Regions from separate parts of the Mus musculus genome. Here region 1 is linked to region 2. Evidence: chromatin contacts called from public HiChIP or PLAC-seq data. All regions are on one chromosome and are shown on one strand. The core of a region is the stretch at or near the end of the contact, and the rest is flanking DNA. Distances in the headings are between cores, read along the strand shown. Region 1 holds the start of Pkd2 (polycystin 2, transient receptor potential cation channel). Region 2 has its middle 26 kb from the start of Spp1.

Region 1 (7,401 bases), core at 2,334-4,833, 52 kb before region 2:
TTAGGAAAAATAAGAGTAGCCCTCTTATTCATTTGAGCCCTAGCACTATGTGACAGAGATTGTTAACTGTGGACCTATGGCTACATTGTATCATTTGTCATGTGTATTTATATCATATTTGTTATGTGTATTAACAATTTGCCAATGCAGCAGGAGTCCAAGTGGTGAGTGTAACTTCCAAGATGATGTCTGGGGCGCTGTCATCAAATCATTCAGTTGCCCTTTGATTCCTCTGGCCCAGGCTTTCGGTGCCAATTCACTGGTGGCTACACACCATACCTGCCTGCCCGCCATATTTACCTCTGAAACCTGTCCTAGACACCAAGTTGCTGAGTCCAGGTCATTCAGAATGCTCTGCAGTGGAGAAGCCTTCAACTTAATATATAGAGATACATTTTAATTCCCCAGTTAGATACTGTGTATCCCAGAAGCAGTTCCTCAACCCTGACTACTCACTGCTGAAAGGGTAAGTTTATAGAACGGGGGAACATCCTTTGCTGCCTTTGCTGCCTGTCTGCTACCCGGGTGGGGGCAGAAAGGGCATCAGAGACTAATCCAATGCTTTCATTTTATAATTGAGAAGCTGAGGTTCCAAGAGCCTGAATGAGTTGACAGGGAAGCAGTTGACCACTGGAGATTTCAGTCATCCCCCTTAACAGTCCCCACTACCTGTGGATATCGCAAAAGTCACTTTCTGTTCTGATCCTTGGTGATTATTCACAGGATCATAGGGTTTCCATGATGTTATCCCACAAGCCAGGAAAAAAATTCATATGTCATTTATTATTAGTGATTTTACATCTCTGGGCTCTGTCCTTTGTAAAATAGTGATATGCCACCGTAGCTTATTTTGCTTTAGAGCTTCTAGCAGTACACTATCTTCATAGCATGTGCTAAACATTTAATACTTATTTAATAAGCCACAAGAATGCCAACTACATTTTTGTAACAGAAATTAAAGGGTTAAATTTTAAAATAATTAATAACTCCCCAAGTCTGCTTCCTTGTGAAATACATCTGTGACAGGTGTGCCATCATATTATTATTATTACACACAAGAGTTTATTAGATACTACTTAGGTTATATATGCAGAGATGCAGAGGTCAAGACCCTGAGAAGGGAATTATAGCTTCCATGCCTCTCCTGCACCCTACTCTCCCAGAACCTCTACAGAGCACCCACTAATAAAGTCTGTCTTATTGTGAGTTTACAAAATTCTTCTTTAAAAGAAATAAACACACACATATACATACATATAGTTCCCAATATAAAAGTATACATTTTATCTCATTGTCTCCCATTATTGAGTTCAAAGTTATCTATATAACCAAATATTCCAACTGATCATGTAACTTTCCATATGTATTAGCTTATAAGAAACCTGCATGTCACTTCAGTCACCTCAGTGAATACTTTTAAAAGCACCTCCTACGTAGTTTAAAATAACAATCTGTTTTATGCTGCTCTAGACATCAAAAAAAATAAAAAACTTAGTGCTTTCCTAGTCTATTGATTACAGTCACCTCAAAAGGATGTTTTGGTTTTCCACAATGCCCTGAGTCACATTAACTAGTCTGCACGTGTAAAAGCAGATATTCTTTCATCATTTGTGATACTCTCAAAGCATAGCACAGCAAAGATTCGCTGCCCGTTCTAGATGTCTTCTCATTTAATTCTTTCAACACATCGAGGGCTATGTACTAGTTATTTCTTTTCTAAACAAAACAAAAACAAAAAACTAAAAATTAAAAGATCAGAGCAGTTAAATAATAACCTCAAGGTCAAACAGTAGTAGGACCAGGATTTGGATGGAGGCCTGACCTGCCTAACTCACACTGCCTGGATAGTTTCTGTTGCAGGGGAAAATAACAACAAATCCTGGGCTGGAACTCTTAAAGCTAGAGGTTAAAATAACTAGGTGGGGGAGAGTTAGTGAAACTCTTCTACTTGGATACCTCCGGCTGCAAACCTTTAAGAACACGAGATTAACTAGCTATTGGAAAATCCGTGTCCTTTCTTGCCGTGTGGAGAGTTGCGTGCTCGTTGGAATGCTGACACATTAACCATCTGGAAAAGCAATCATCTTGTTGGAATGGCAAAGGACCTTGCTTCCAGTCTTTAAACACACACACACACACACACACACACACACACACACACACACACACGGGGGGGGGGGGGGGGGGACACGGGCGAGGTATAATAATTTTGTTTGCAACTGTTTAAGAAATGTCTAGAATTGGAAATGATCAAAAATGTGTTTCTACACATTTCTGTCAACAACCTCTCTCTCAACCAAACCTTCAGACAATGACCTGTTTAAAGGCATTTGTCTCAAAACTTGGATAACATTGTAGGTCCCTACTAGAATGGCTGAAGGGACATGACACATCGCCACCAAAGGAAAAGCTTGGGCTCTGGAATAAACTTGTTCCTCATTTGTGACATTTAGCAAGCATAAAGTTCCAACTATTGTCAGTTGTACTAGAATATTCACTTTTCGTCCTCCAAAAGCCCAGGTATTAACGGCTTGCTTTTGTTTTCCAAAATGTGCTAGCATCTTAAGGAGAGAGGAAGGGAGGAAGGGAGGCGTCCAATGAATTTGCACCAACAAGAACGCAGTAAAATTCGGTGATGGGTACCGGAAATCGCGCCGAATTAGAGGAGTTAGGGAAGGCGCTCTGGAAGGAGGCGGGAACGCAGAGGATGCGAGGTGGAGCCGCAGCAGACAGCCACCCTTGTAGGACAGGGGTTCGAGCCCGCGCGCAGGCAGTTGTCAAGCGTGCACTGGACGCCAAGAGTCCGGATCTTACCTCGCAGCCCTCGCACCAGCCTCTCTGCCCAGGCCACTCGGGGTGGCTGGCCCTCCAGCGGGAGGTGGCGATGCAGCGGGTCCCCGCCGCCCGCGGGGCTGGGACACTGCGCGCCCTGGTCCTCTAGCCGGCGCCGCCTCCCGCTCAGGTGAGCCGCGCCGCGGTAGCTCCCGAGCCCTCGGCCGCGGGCGCCCACCGAGCTCACGGCCGAGGAGGAGGCCGACCTCCGACTGCCCGGGCGCCACTCCACATCCATCTCTACCACCATCCCTCCTTCTTCTCCTTCCACCTCGTCGTCGTCGTCATCCTCCTCTGCCTCAAAGCCCGGGTTGTCGCGGCTCCACGCTTGCCTGGAGCAGGACGAAAGCGGAGGAGACGGCGAGGCCGAGGCTCCGGCCGGGGGATCCCGAGCGGCCGCCTGCCGGATGCGCTCCATCTCGATCTCCAGGCCCCGCTGCTCCCCGAGGCCGCCGGGGACAGCTAGGCCGGCGCCTCCCGCCACCAGGCGCCCGGGTCCGGACGCTCGCGGCGCGGGCGAGCGTCCCGCGTCCCCGGGCGGCTGCGGCTGCACGCGTCTGGAGTTAACCATGGCGCTCACTGGCGCCCAGCGCGCCCGGGAGTGCCGCCGCCCTCTGCCGCAGGAGCCATGTTCTTTTCTTCCCGGAGTCGGCCTGCTGCTCCCCGCCTCCGCCCGCCCCCTCGGCCCGCCTCCCGGGCCCTGGCCTCGCCTGGACTGGACTTAGGCGCGTCGAAAAGGCCCCAGCGGCCAGGGATCCAAGTAGAGCCAGGGTCCCCATCGGTGCCCACATTCCTACGGGGTAGCTTGCTTGGTCAGCCAGCTCGTCGGGAAAGGGGCTCCTGGGTGTGTCCATGCCTGCATGACCTTAAGATAGTGCTTAGACTCTGTCCATACTCCCCCTGGGTTTGCAAAGGTGCAAGGAGGAGGGTAAAGATGGAGATCTTTTGTTGGGATAGAAAGAACTAGTGAAATCCAGCTTGAACTGAATTCTCAGGGAAGGCAAAGAAATCCACCCTTCGTTTAAAAACCAGAAAGAAATCACCAAGGCGGCAAGGCTTGCATTTGGTGACCCTCAGCTCCTTGATTCTGTGTTTACTGGATGATTTCCTGTCTCCACTCTCCAGACATCTAGAGGCATCCAAGGGTTGGATTTTGGAACTTTCTGATGCCTCCACCATTACCTCATTTCCGCTCCTGGCCAGCCCTTGAGTAACAGAATCCTGCCTCAGGCGTTAGGTCTAGATCTCCATCCTCGCTACGCCCCAGCTGGCACAGCCAACTTAAGACAGCAGTTGGGTCAGGCAAAGCCTACTCCAAATTCGATTTTCCATGGTTTTCCCATCTCTTTTAAAAGTTAAATTCCTGGCCAAGATCTGTGCATCTCTGCCCTCACTTCTGACGCTTCTCATAGGATGTCCTCATCCACCTCCTCGTCAAGTCCCGCGGGGGTCTTCTTGTCATTTCTGTCCTCAAGGGGTTCTCTAATGCTTTTTACTCTAACTGCAAACATTGTCATTCCACAGCAGAGCAAATGATTTCTGTCACTTCCATATCTCTTCTGCCATTCTAATACTAAACTGGTCTCTCTCTGTTTAGCCTTGGGGATAGGACTGGATTGGGAGCCTATGGGTGGTATCCCTCCCCCATTTCCCTCCTACCCACCCACCCATATTCTCCATGTCTCCACTGTTTGCAATAAGGGGTCAGCCATGTTGGTACATTAAAGAATCTATGGAATTCTAGCTTAAGTGGTAATATTTTATTTCTGCAGTTTAGCAAATGTGCATGGTCCGATCCTATATTAGTTTGCCAGGCTTGTTATAATAACTTACCACACACTGTGTTCAATAATGCAAATACATTTTCTCAAAAAAAAAAAAAAAGTTGGTTGACCTTTTCCGAGGCCTGTCTTGGCTTGCATATGGCACGTTTTGCCTGTGTCTCCCCATTGTCCTCCCTTAAATGTTTCATCCTCCTCTTCCTCCTCATCTTCGTGGTCATCGTCATCATCACCATCATTGTCATCGTAGTGGTTATAGACAACCTTAATAGTATGATTTAAATTTAGTTACTTTTAGAAAGACCTCTGACCACATACAGTCATATGCTGAGATGCCAGGGCTTGGGAATTCAACATATGAATCTGAGGGGTACATGACTCATTTAGGCTTTGTGGGCACTACAATGCTTTTCTAGAATGATCTCCCTATCATTCATCTATCACTCTCCTTATCATTATTCATTAATCTCTTATACGTTTCCTGTGTGTAAAATTAATAATTGAGCAAGTTAAGCAGAGTAATAAGGACCCTGGCCTCAAGAAAAGACCCAGACCTCAAGAAAAGAAAGAGGCTGAAGTCTCCCACTAGAAAGGGTGAGATGTCTGTCTAGTAAGAGGTGTCTAGAGAAGCAGTATTCTGAGCTGAGCCACCTGTGCTGCACTAACAGAAAAATTGCTTAGCAGGCATATTCCAGAGGAGGGGCGTATGAAGAGGGAGCACGGACTCAGGGTCAGAAAATAGGTTTTATGCATTGACTCGTCGGGTCCTCGACATCACTCTTACTGACTCAGAAATTCTAGGAATTTTGCTCTGGAATTCTGAGTCTCCTTGTAGGCTTCTGGGCACCCAAAGTTTGAGAAGCAACAGTTATGTTTCAGATAAAAGAGTTTTCATAAAATGCATCTTGTAGCCTGGGTTTTATAATTGCAGTGATGACATCATCCAGAATTCCAGACCTAGAAGAATTGTCAGTGGTGCTCCAGGCTGTGTATACATAATTCATTATCAGGACCATAGAAGCAGACAACTGCATGACCTAGGGCAAGTTACTTCATTTGTGCCTGTGGAAACGAAAATGATGAACGCTTGCTCTTACACGCGTTCGTGACCGGCCAGGAAAGACGCAGCAAACTGGAATCTTCTGTGGCAAAACTTTATTGCTTACATCTTCAGGAGCAAGAGCGCAAGAGACCAAGAGAGCAAGCGCGAAACCCCGTCCCTATTAAGGAGAATTATCCTTCACCTAGGACGTGTCACTCCCTGATTGGCTGCAGCCCATCGACCGAGTTGTCGTCAGGGGGAAGGCAGAGCACATGGAGTGGAGAACTACCCTTGGCACATGCGCAGATTATTTGTTTACCACTTAGAACACAGGATGTCAGCGCCATCTTGCAACGGCAAATGTGGGGACGGCTTCCCACAGCTTGCCTCATAGGCTTGTGAAGATACATTGAATTGATACAGATGTCTAAGACCAACCCTTCAGGCTGCTGCAACAAAAAAATGCCGTGGCCAGGTGGCTTATAAACGTCTGTTTCTCCCAGCTCTGGAAGCAGAAGTTTCAAGAGCCCGGTGCCAGCAGAGTTGGGGTGTGTGTTACAAGTCTTTTCTGAGCCATGTGGCACTGTTTAGATTTATCTTCATGTGGTGAAGGAACAAAAGGCTGCATTAGGATTTGGGTGGGAGATGGTTGTGTGTTGAAGGATCAGTCCCAGCTGATCCTGTTCTAAAGCAGTGAACCCTTTGTGAGGTGGGAGCCAAGTAGAGGTAGGTCATTGGAGACATACCTCTTGGAAGGGAATATTGGGATCCAGGTCATTCCTCCCATCTCCTTTGCTCCTCTTCCCTCCCGCCCACCTTGTGCTCACCGTGGGTAGCCTTGTTCCACCACCTGTGGAAGCTCCAGTGACATTCACACTCACAAGTCTGAATGCACAGAGCAAGTAAACCACAGACTGAACGGACGTTCTGTGACTGTGATCCAAAATAACCTTTTCACCCTTTTGTCTTACCTCAGGCATTTTGTCACAGCACTGGAAAATTAACCAGCACAAACCTCCTTTGGCTGTATAAGACATCCATCGCTATGACTAATCGCCCTCTAAAGACCCCCACCTCCTTTTATTATCATGTGACAGACAGACAGGGATTTTTATTATCATGTGACAGACAGGGATTTTGGTGTATGAACTTGGAAAACGTCACACGGTAAATGCCATGTGCTATTAGTGCTACATTCATGTTTATGTTTCAATCATATTATGTTAATCCTATTAATATGATTAATTGTATTAATGAAAGATATCAATTATTTTTTGATCCACCATAATTATTCTTTGTTCATCTCCGCCTTAGCTTGACGATGTGTTTGTTGAGAACAGGGGGGCTGTAGCAAACTCGAAATTGTAGAGAAAATACTTCTTGAGAATCCAGTGTGCATGAGACACATATCTAGGAGCAAGACACGATCTCTGAAATGGGCAAAATCTAGTCCTTGTGTGTTAAGCAACAACTGAAGCTTAAGAATCTTTTGTCATAGAGCTGGACCTTTCCTGGCTCTTTGGAATGGGGGTGAGAGTTGTTTGCTTGCCTTTTGGGTTATTTTTTTTCCAACTAGAAGACAACTGGGCACTGAAGAATATGTTCCTTTTTTATTTGTCCTTGGCCTCTCTTCCTAGTATGTGTGAAGTCTTTGCTTTAAACAGTGCCGCATCAGTGGGGGGAAAAAGTGACTCAGCCAAGGAAGAAACAGAGCAATCGAATTCACTCAATTACTTTATATTTACC
Region 2 (7,630 bases), core at 3,846-6,345:
AGCTCCTGTTGTGCTGCGTCCTTCCTCTGCACAGTGCATGTGCGCATTTGATGTATGCTTTATAGCTTTTAAGACTCATCGAAACTCTGACAGCTGATGCTTAAGAGACACTATGAACGGACACCTGTGCTGGAGTCAGCTGGCCGTGTGCTTGGTTATTGATGGCTGCTCTGACTATTGACAGCTGGTGCTGATGCAGACTTGACTCTTTGATGTTCTCATTCCCATCGGGCTTACGTCTCAGTGGCATATTTCAGAGCTCAGTGTATCAGGCCCCATACTGGGAATGTCTGTCTTCACAAAAGTCAGGTAAGCAGTTAAAATCAGCCGTGGTAAATACCATCGCCAGACCAAGTTAGGATTCTAGGAGACAGTGATGTGATGGAGTGGCCCTGACTGCTGTGAGAGCAGAATAATAAAACTCCAAGAACTTTAAAATTTCACTATGCACAACTATTATGAAAATTGTATATTGGTTTATTATAAAATAAGTTATTTTGAAAACAAAGGTAATAAATGCTCAGAATCTGTCATCTTTCTAATAATCCATGCTCTTGAGGTTATTTATGTCCTTAGCACCATGTAGTGGAATTACCACAGCAGTGCCTACTGCTCATCTTTTTGCAACTCTTCAGTCAGTGGGGTGAGTACTTACTCATATACAGGGTGAGTACTTACTCCAGAAAAAGTGTTGATGATATGTTTTTTCTTCCTACTAGAGATCCACTTGTATGGCTTGCCTTTACCAGCACATGTGGTCAGTTTTCACCCCCACACACGTGACCACAGCTCTCACCTGCGCGCGCATGCATGCACACACACACACACACACACACACACACACACACACAACACACACTGCACAGCTCTCACCCACACAGGTGAGCACAGCTCTCACCCACACACATGGCCAATTCACTTCTGTGCAGTTTCTTCCCTTCAGGTCACTTTCTCCAGACAATAAGTGATTAACATAGTAAATGACATCCCTCAATTTCTGCAGTTGCCCTTTAAAGATTACTGCAGCAAAAGCACATAGCATATGATCTATGCTCATTGAAGTGTTGGTCGTAGAATATTGCACAGCTAATCACAGAAACACTGAAAACACTGCCATTTAAGCATTTTACCCCTTTGAACTTTCCACCCCTGACTCCCTACTCCCAGAAACCATCATTTCACTCTGTATACACACACACACACACACACACACACACACACACACACACACACACGAATGTGTATGTGTGTTGATGTCTTAATCATAAATACTCTTCTGCAAGAACTTTATTTTATACAGTGACCTGAGGCAAGGAGAAGTATCCTCACTTCCAGGCTCACAGACATGCCAGGTAAAGGGTTGGGATGTTGTTCTCTGTACAGCATGTTTAGCACACAGAAAATCCTGGATTTAATTGGCAGTCCCTAAGGGGTAAATGCTGTATAAACCAAGACTACAGTAAACCAAGGGTATAGTTGAAACCAGAAAACAAAATTCCCTATCAAACAGAAACAAAGAAAGAACTCAACCACGGATTGGCAAATAATAGACATCATAAATATATAAAACATCGCTTTGGACCTGTTTTTTCTGTTTCAGATTAATTGATAGCCATTGAAGATATTGAAGATGAATTCATAATAAACATTTCCAAATTACAGGTGAAAATGACCCACACAGAATCAATGTTTCAATGAACAAGAACTATCATTATTTAGACCAGAGGCAACAATGCAGTTGCGTGATAAGATGCGCACGTCCGACTCGCCAGCAAGAACGATGCTGCAGCAGGATCCTTCTGCACACGTTTATTGGGAGAGCTTGATTGCAGAGGCGAAGAGACCCCGAGCCCAGAACTGGTGCTACTTATATAGGCCTAGGAGAGGCGTGTCTCACACCTGGATTGGTTATGCATTCTACCTCATTTGCATGTTCCTCATCTGATTGGTCATTCTCTCTCAGTACCTCACAGAACCTCATTAACATACCTCATTTGCATGTCTCACATCTGATTGGTTATTCTCTCAGTACCTCACAGAACCTCATTATCATGCCCGGGCCAGGCAGTATCTTGGCAAAAAACTTTACTGCATATGTACACATTGGTTGTTTGCCCAAACTTATGCGTGGTGGCCAGCAGTAGCCAGCGCCACTCTGCAATGGCACATGGCACATGTGGCTTCCCACAGAGAAATGCATGTTCGAGGGAGAGAAGAGATCACATCTGGTAGCAGGCACTAGAGTGGCCTCAGGATCTCTCTTCTTACCTATGCTTTCCATCCCCTTATGAAGGGAGCACTTTCCCCAGCTGTTGAAGATAGCTGTGGGCAGATCTCAGTGGAACTCACCCTTAGGGATAGTAGTGGTTGGGGAGAGTGGCTCAGCCAGCTTGTCCATACTTCCTGGGGCTGCCTACATACAGTCACTGGTTGGTTTGAGGTCACAAAGACATGGCTTTGTCAGCTCAACTTAGTACTGTTTTGAGGGGAACCATTCTGTCTCTATGGCTTCCAACAGGGTCTGATGGGACCCAGAACTCCTCTGGATCAGAGGACTTCTGGTGCTCCCTCACTGCTGTCCACACTCTCCCTCTGTTTAGGCTTGCTTCCTAAGCCCCTCTCACAGATGTGCATTTCAAGAGCTCTATTTAAAACCTCCATAAACAAGTATCGTCACCGCTTACTCTATGCTGTGGATTGGTTTAGTCTAGTCTTTTCATTTTCCATTGATCTAGTCTAGTCTCTTCGATGTCCATTGGTCTAATCTAATCTTTCCTTTGTTCCATTATCTTCAGTTACTCTTTGAGTTGTGTAAATTATAGTTTGTTTCATTTTTTTTCTCTTCGCTACATTGTAATAAGTTTACTTTAAAATCTTTTAAAAAGCCTCTCATTCTTTCACGGTGAAGAAGTAATTGTTGGGTGATTTGGCGCTGTACTCCTATTTCAGAGAGAGGCTTGAAAGGACATTTAATGGTACCAACTGAGCACTGGATGCACTTGTGTTTTTCCATTTATTTATTTATTTATTTATTTATTTATTTATTTACTTTACATCCCAATATCAGCCCCCTCCCTCTTAGTTCCCCCTCACAAAGATCTTCCCCTCTCCTTCTTCTCTAAGAAGCCTCCTTCTTATCTGAGAAGTCCCTCCCCCAAACTGGGCATCACACTACCCTGGCACACCAAGTCAGTGCAGGCACATTGTCTTCCATTGAGGCCAGACAAGGCGGCCCAGTCAGGGAAACACAATCCACAGGCAACAGATTCAGTGACAGCCCTAATGCCCTCCCCGACTCCAGTCGATGGGGGACCCACATGAAGACCAAGCTGCGTATCTGTTATATAGATGTGGGAGGCATAGGTCCAGCCCAAAGTATTGGATATTTTAAACCCTTTGATAATCAGCTCATTTAATCCTGTTGTGGGCTAAATTGTATATCCACCAAACTTATATGTGGAATTCATTACTTTTTTGGACAATAATAGCCCAGGCTGGCCCAGAACTCACCAGGCAGAGCAGGGTGGTCTTGAATCCATGATTATCCTCCTGCCTCAGTTTCCCAAATACTGTCGTTATAGGCATAATTCACCATACCCACATTTCAGATATGTTCTGTGATTCTGTGTCTGGTTGTTCTTCTAAAGTTTGGGCCAAACAAAGATTTTCAAATCTTAGCTGAGGGCAAGGAATGTTTTGAACAACAACTCAGTGGATTCTGAAAACAATAAGCATCCGTATTGCTGATGTGCACAGCTTTGGGATCTCAGAGGGTGAGCCTAGGCTAGTGACTGCTGCAAGCTGTGCACTCATTCTCAGAGGTGTCATGGCTGTTTTGGGAATATAGCTTCCTTTTTGGAAATAGAGCGGTGAATGTTGTTTCCAGTTTCTAGACCATTTGAAATCTACAGAAGTCACCAAAATATAACATTTCAAAACTGTTGAATTTTTATTATTTTAATTTCTGAAAACCATAGAACTCAAAGGAACTGAGCCCCACGGTGGGATTTTCGAGCTCCTGCTTGGTGGAAACGCCTTCACCACAGCCCGTTACATCATCATCAGCCCACAGGTGGAAACTGAACATAAACAGAAGTAAATTATACAAACTCTGTTTATAGAGACTGTTCTTTGGTCATTTCCAGTCTTTTCCATTCTCTTTGGTCCCACTCTGAGCACCATGGTAAGTGCGCTGTGTTGGTACCTAGACTTCATTGTTATAACCACCATAGATCTTGAATGCTTTGCGGTCATGAATATTTTTGGGTTTCTGTTAGCATCTCTCAGGGTGATGTAACAAATAAAAACTTCTTTCTCTTTCCCTTTCTCATTCTTTTAACTCTCCCTCATCCCCACCTTTTCCTTCCTTCATCTCCCCTGTTCTCTCCTGTCTTTCCTCTTGTGCTGACTCAAACCCAGAGCTCTGCGTTCTCATGCTGAGATTCCCCACACGATACAATACGTTGTATAGAACTTCTGGACAACCCTGCAGTGTTATACACTTGTTTAAATATCTCTTTAGAAGTTTTTATTATTTCAGTCTCTGAGAAGAGAGGGTGGCAAGCAGGCAGGGTTCAACCCTACCTTCCATTGATCTAAATAAGGCGCCATTTGTTCTGCCAACTAGAGAAGGACTATTGAATCTGTCAAAAAGATGTAAAATCCAATAAAACTGGGCTTCCAATTTCTGCTTGAAGAGAAAAAAAAATCTCCTGGTGGTTTTTCAGTTATTACACAACTGGGTAGAGGCAGACACAGAATGCATTCTTTGTGCTGGGGCAAGAATAATGTGGAAAACCACAGCCCTTGGGCAATTACTCTACTTTTCTAGCTGTGTTGAGAAGTCTGCATTTAATTAAGAAGTAATGGAGGGAGAAGAACTATTTTTACTGCCACAGTGGTCTTTTTTTTTTTAAGTGTTCCTTGTGAAAACATGAAAAAAATTAGTTTTCATTGTTGTTAAAATAAAAGTCTACCAGTCTTCTATTAGAAGAATGGGAAGAACCTTACAGCAATTTCTCCCTCAGAGAGTGCCCCTAAGGTGGCAGCTCTTGAGTTCTTAAAGGGTGACTCACTGACAAACTGGCAAGATTGCTGTGGAGAGACTCCAAAGGGAGAAACCTAAGGCAGAGCTGGCAGAGTTCTCAGGAGAGACTAGAGGCCAGCCTTTGCTCTGTACTCTTCTCTGGAGGCCTCTGCATTGCCCTCCAAGGATTTTGCTCTCATGGCTGGGGACTGCTGAGATTGCTGCTTTGCCAGTACGTTCATGATCTTACCTGGGACTCAAGTGCGTTATAAGCAATCTGTACTCGACATCCACTCTGCCTTCAATCACCACCAGACTGGAAATACACATCTGTGGAACAAGAACAGGCTTTTTTGTTCCTGTTTCCTCCCCTCCCACTCCTCCTCCTTCCTTTCCCTCTGCCCCACCCTTCCCCGTCCCCTTTTCTCCCCTTCCCTGTATGACATGTACTGGCCTAGACTTTATATTATATTACAAGCAGTTTAGAGTTAAAAGTGCATGCGGGAATATGCATAGATGCAAATACTATGCCATCTTATCTATTTTATATGAGGATTTAGAATATGTAAATAGAACCAATTTTCTGTGGATATTAAAAGATTGTCTTTTAACAAATGCACCAGAAAAAAAGAACTGTTTGCAATCTTACTGAATAAATACAGTTTGTCTTCCCTAAAGGCTGCCTGCATGCCAGAATACTAAAACTCAGTATGTTTTTATGGGCTCTGCTTTCTTTTCTGTGATCTTGATAATCCAGCCACTGCTTTTGCTGGATCCTGTTTACCATGAAAGCGCCAACCCCCACCCCAGTTCAGGGGAGGTAATGCCGCTGGCTCCTCTGAGCTGAGCCCTTTGTGGGTTCTCACTGGCTTTAGTTCTGATCTGTTTCACACTCCAACGAGAATTCTGGCAACATCTAAGCAAAGCACAGAGCTCTGCTTCCCTAGAAATTAGCACCTAATCACCTTTAAGCTCAAGGAATCCCATGCTCTCCTAGAGTAAGACCAGACCTGCTTTTGACCTCAAAACTTCAAATCTGCCATCAACCATTGAGAGGACTCTTTAACTTTATTCCTATCTTAGTTCTGAAACCTATAAGCTGCTAACACCTCCCTAACTGGCATGCACAGCACCCAGAAAAGGAAGCCACACTATTTCTGATTGAAGAAACAAACCTTTTGCCCATGAATTCATTTAGCACTGCAGAAAAATTCATTAAAATATAAATATTTTGTAAATATTTTATTAGTGTGTGTGTGACGCCACATTAGTGTTCATAAGAGGACAACTGTGGCAGGCGATTCTCTCCTTCCACCACGTGGATTCTGGAGTACTGATTCAGGTTATTAGACCCGATGACAAGCATCCCTATCCAATGAGAAATATTGCCTGCTCAAGATATCAATTTTTGGGCATTTTTAAAAATATCTGTGGATTGTCAGAGGTATAATAAGATGCCAGCTTTGGTTAAGTTATAGTTCTGGCTTTTGTATTTTGACCAGTAGCAATAAAACCCATCCCTTGTGTGGGATGTGGCTATGGATCCAGACAGGGGGGGGTCTCAGCTAACTGCATAGGAAGAAGTTTGCTTTCAAGTATCAGGGACAATAGATTACATTGTTAATTACATGCATTCAGGTCATCTTATTATGATGTAATTTGGAGGGAACTTGGTCATCTTGGTACCACCAGGGAGCTGTGCTAGTATGTTAAGTGAGTTGGACCTAGTGAGAACTTTCCTGTTTGACCTAGTAAAGTAACTACAGGCCACAGTGTGAACCAATTGAGTACCAGGGAACTGACACTCAGGGAGGCACTTTAAGGAATCTAGTTATCTTAGATATTCAGTGACAGTCTTTCTAAAGTGAGATTTGCCTTTCTGAACCATGTGCGGCCTGCTGTAAAGAAAGAGACGGTATTGTGAGACCCTCTGGAGTTAGGAGGCTGAGTATGTCACATGTAGGAAAACTACTCCTACCATTTGTTGGAAACCTTCAACGCTGGCAGATTTAAACAGAGAAGAGACCAAGACAAACAACAAAAGGCCTTTCCTGCGGCCTAGGTCATCTTGTTAGCTGTGATGCCCTCTCATCTAAACACTTCTTTACTATGCAGAGCTCCTGGCAAGCTTACAATGAAGGCCCTTAGGTGTTTGGAGTAATAATCCTCAGTCAGAGAGGCCTCAACATGAAAAATATGCTAGCATCATCCTGGGTATGGCAAAGACCAAATATGTGACCTTGGGATATAAGTGAATACGCAGTATAAGTTGGAACATAGGCTTCCAGGTAGGCTGCGTGTGTTTTATGTCAACTTGACCAAACTAGAGTCATCTCCCTCCTAGAATGCCTGGGGACTGGTCTCAGTACATTCTGTAGTTGAATAAACAAACAGTGATTAGTGTTACCTCACTGAGGTAACTGGAACTCCGGGCTCTTTAAATCCTGAGTTGCCATGGTTTGTTGCCGTGACAATTGATAGTCATATACTGGAATCTTTTCTCCATCTGTTACCCTGAGCATCAAAATCCTATGAGAACCACAATTCCACTGAGAAAGATGGCATACACACATTTTTCCTCAATGCATGTCGGATGCAAAACTT

The links. HiChIP or PLAC-seq counts read pairs in DNA pulled down with a chosen protein or histone mark.
Region 1: a contact with region 2 is called in an H3K27ac HiChIP or PLAC-seq map of embryonic fibroblasts, with 19 read pairs. The contact joins the promoter of Pkd2 here to the enhancer-like site in region 2. A contact is called at or near these places in 10 of 39 promoter capture datasets (the 3T3-L1 cell line, 3T3-L1-derived adipocytes, the HPC-7 cell line and 5 more), 1 of 15 datasets of contacts at CTCF or cohesin (the NIH/3T3 cell line), 17 of 484 Hi-C or Micro-C datasets (the 3T3-L1 cell line, 3T3-L1-derived adipocytes, the AML12 cell line and 11 more), 3 of 115 datasets of contacts at active chromatin or transcription factors (embryonic fibroblasts and embryonic stem cells) and 2 of 9 other capture datasets (liver and pancreatic islet).

Annotation. Positions count from the first base shown.
Region 1 is chr5:104,455,639-104,463,039 of GRCm38.p6, reverse strand. Pkd2 (polycystin 2, transient receptor potential cation channel) reads right to left here and starts at 3,583. Exons shown (of 15, transcript NM_008861.3): 1 at 2,815-3,583. The coding sequence starts at 3,403.
Region 2 is chr5:104,405,181-104,412,810 of GRCm38.p6, reverse strand. No RefSeq gene overlaps it. Among named protein-coding and RNA genes, the nearest start is that of Spp1, 26 kb to the left of the region's middle. Within about 2 kb of position 5,095, at least 130 of the 459 cell types and tissues checked have an H3K27ac peak or open chromatin away from gene starts, as enhancers often do. A contact at or near this core is called in 3T3-L1-derived adipocytes, the AML12 cell line, the HPC-5 cell line and 8 more, where this site is marked.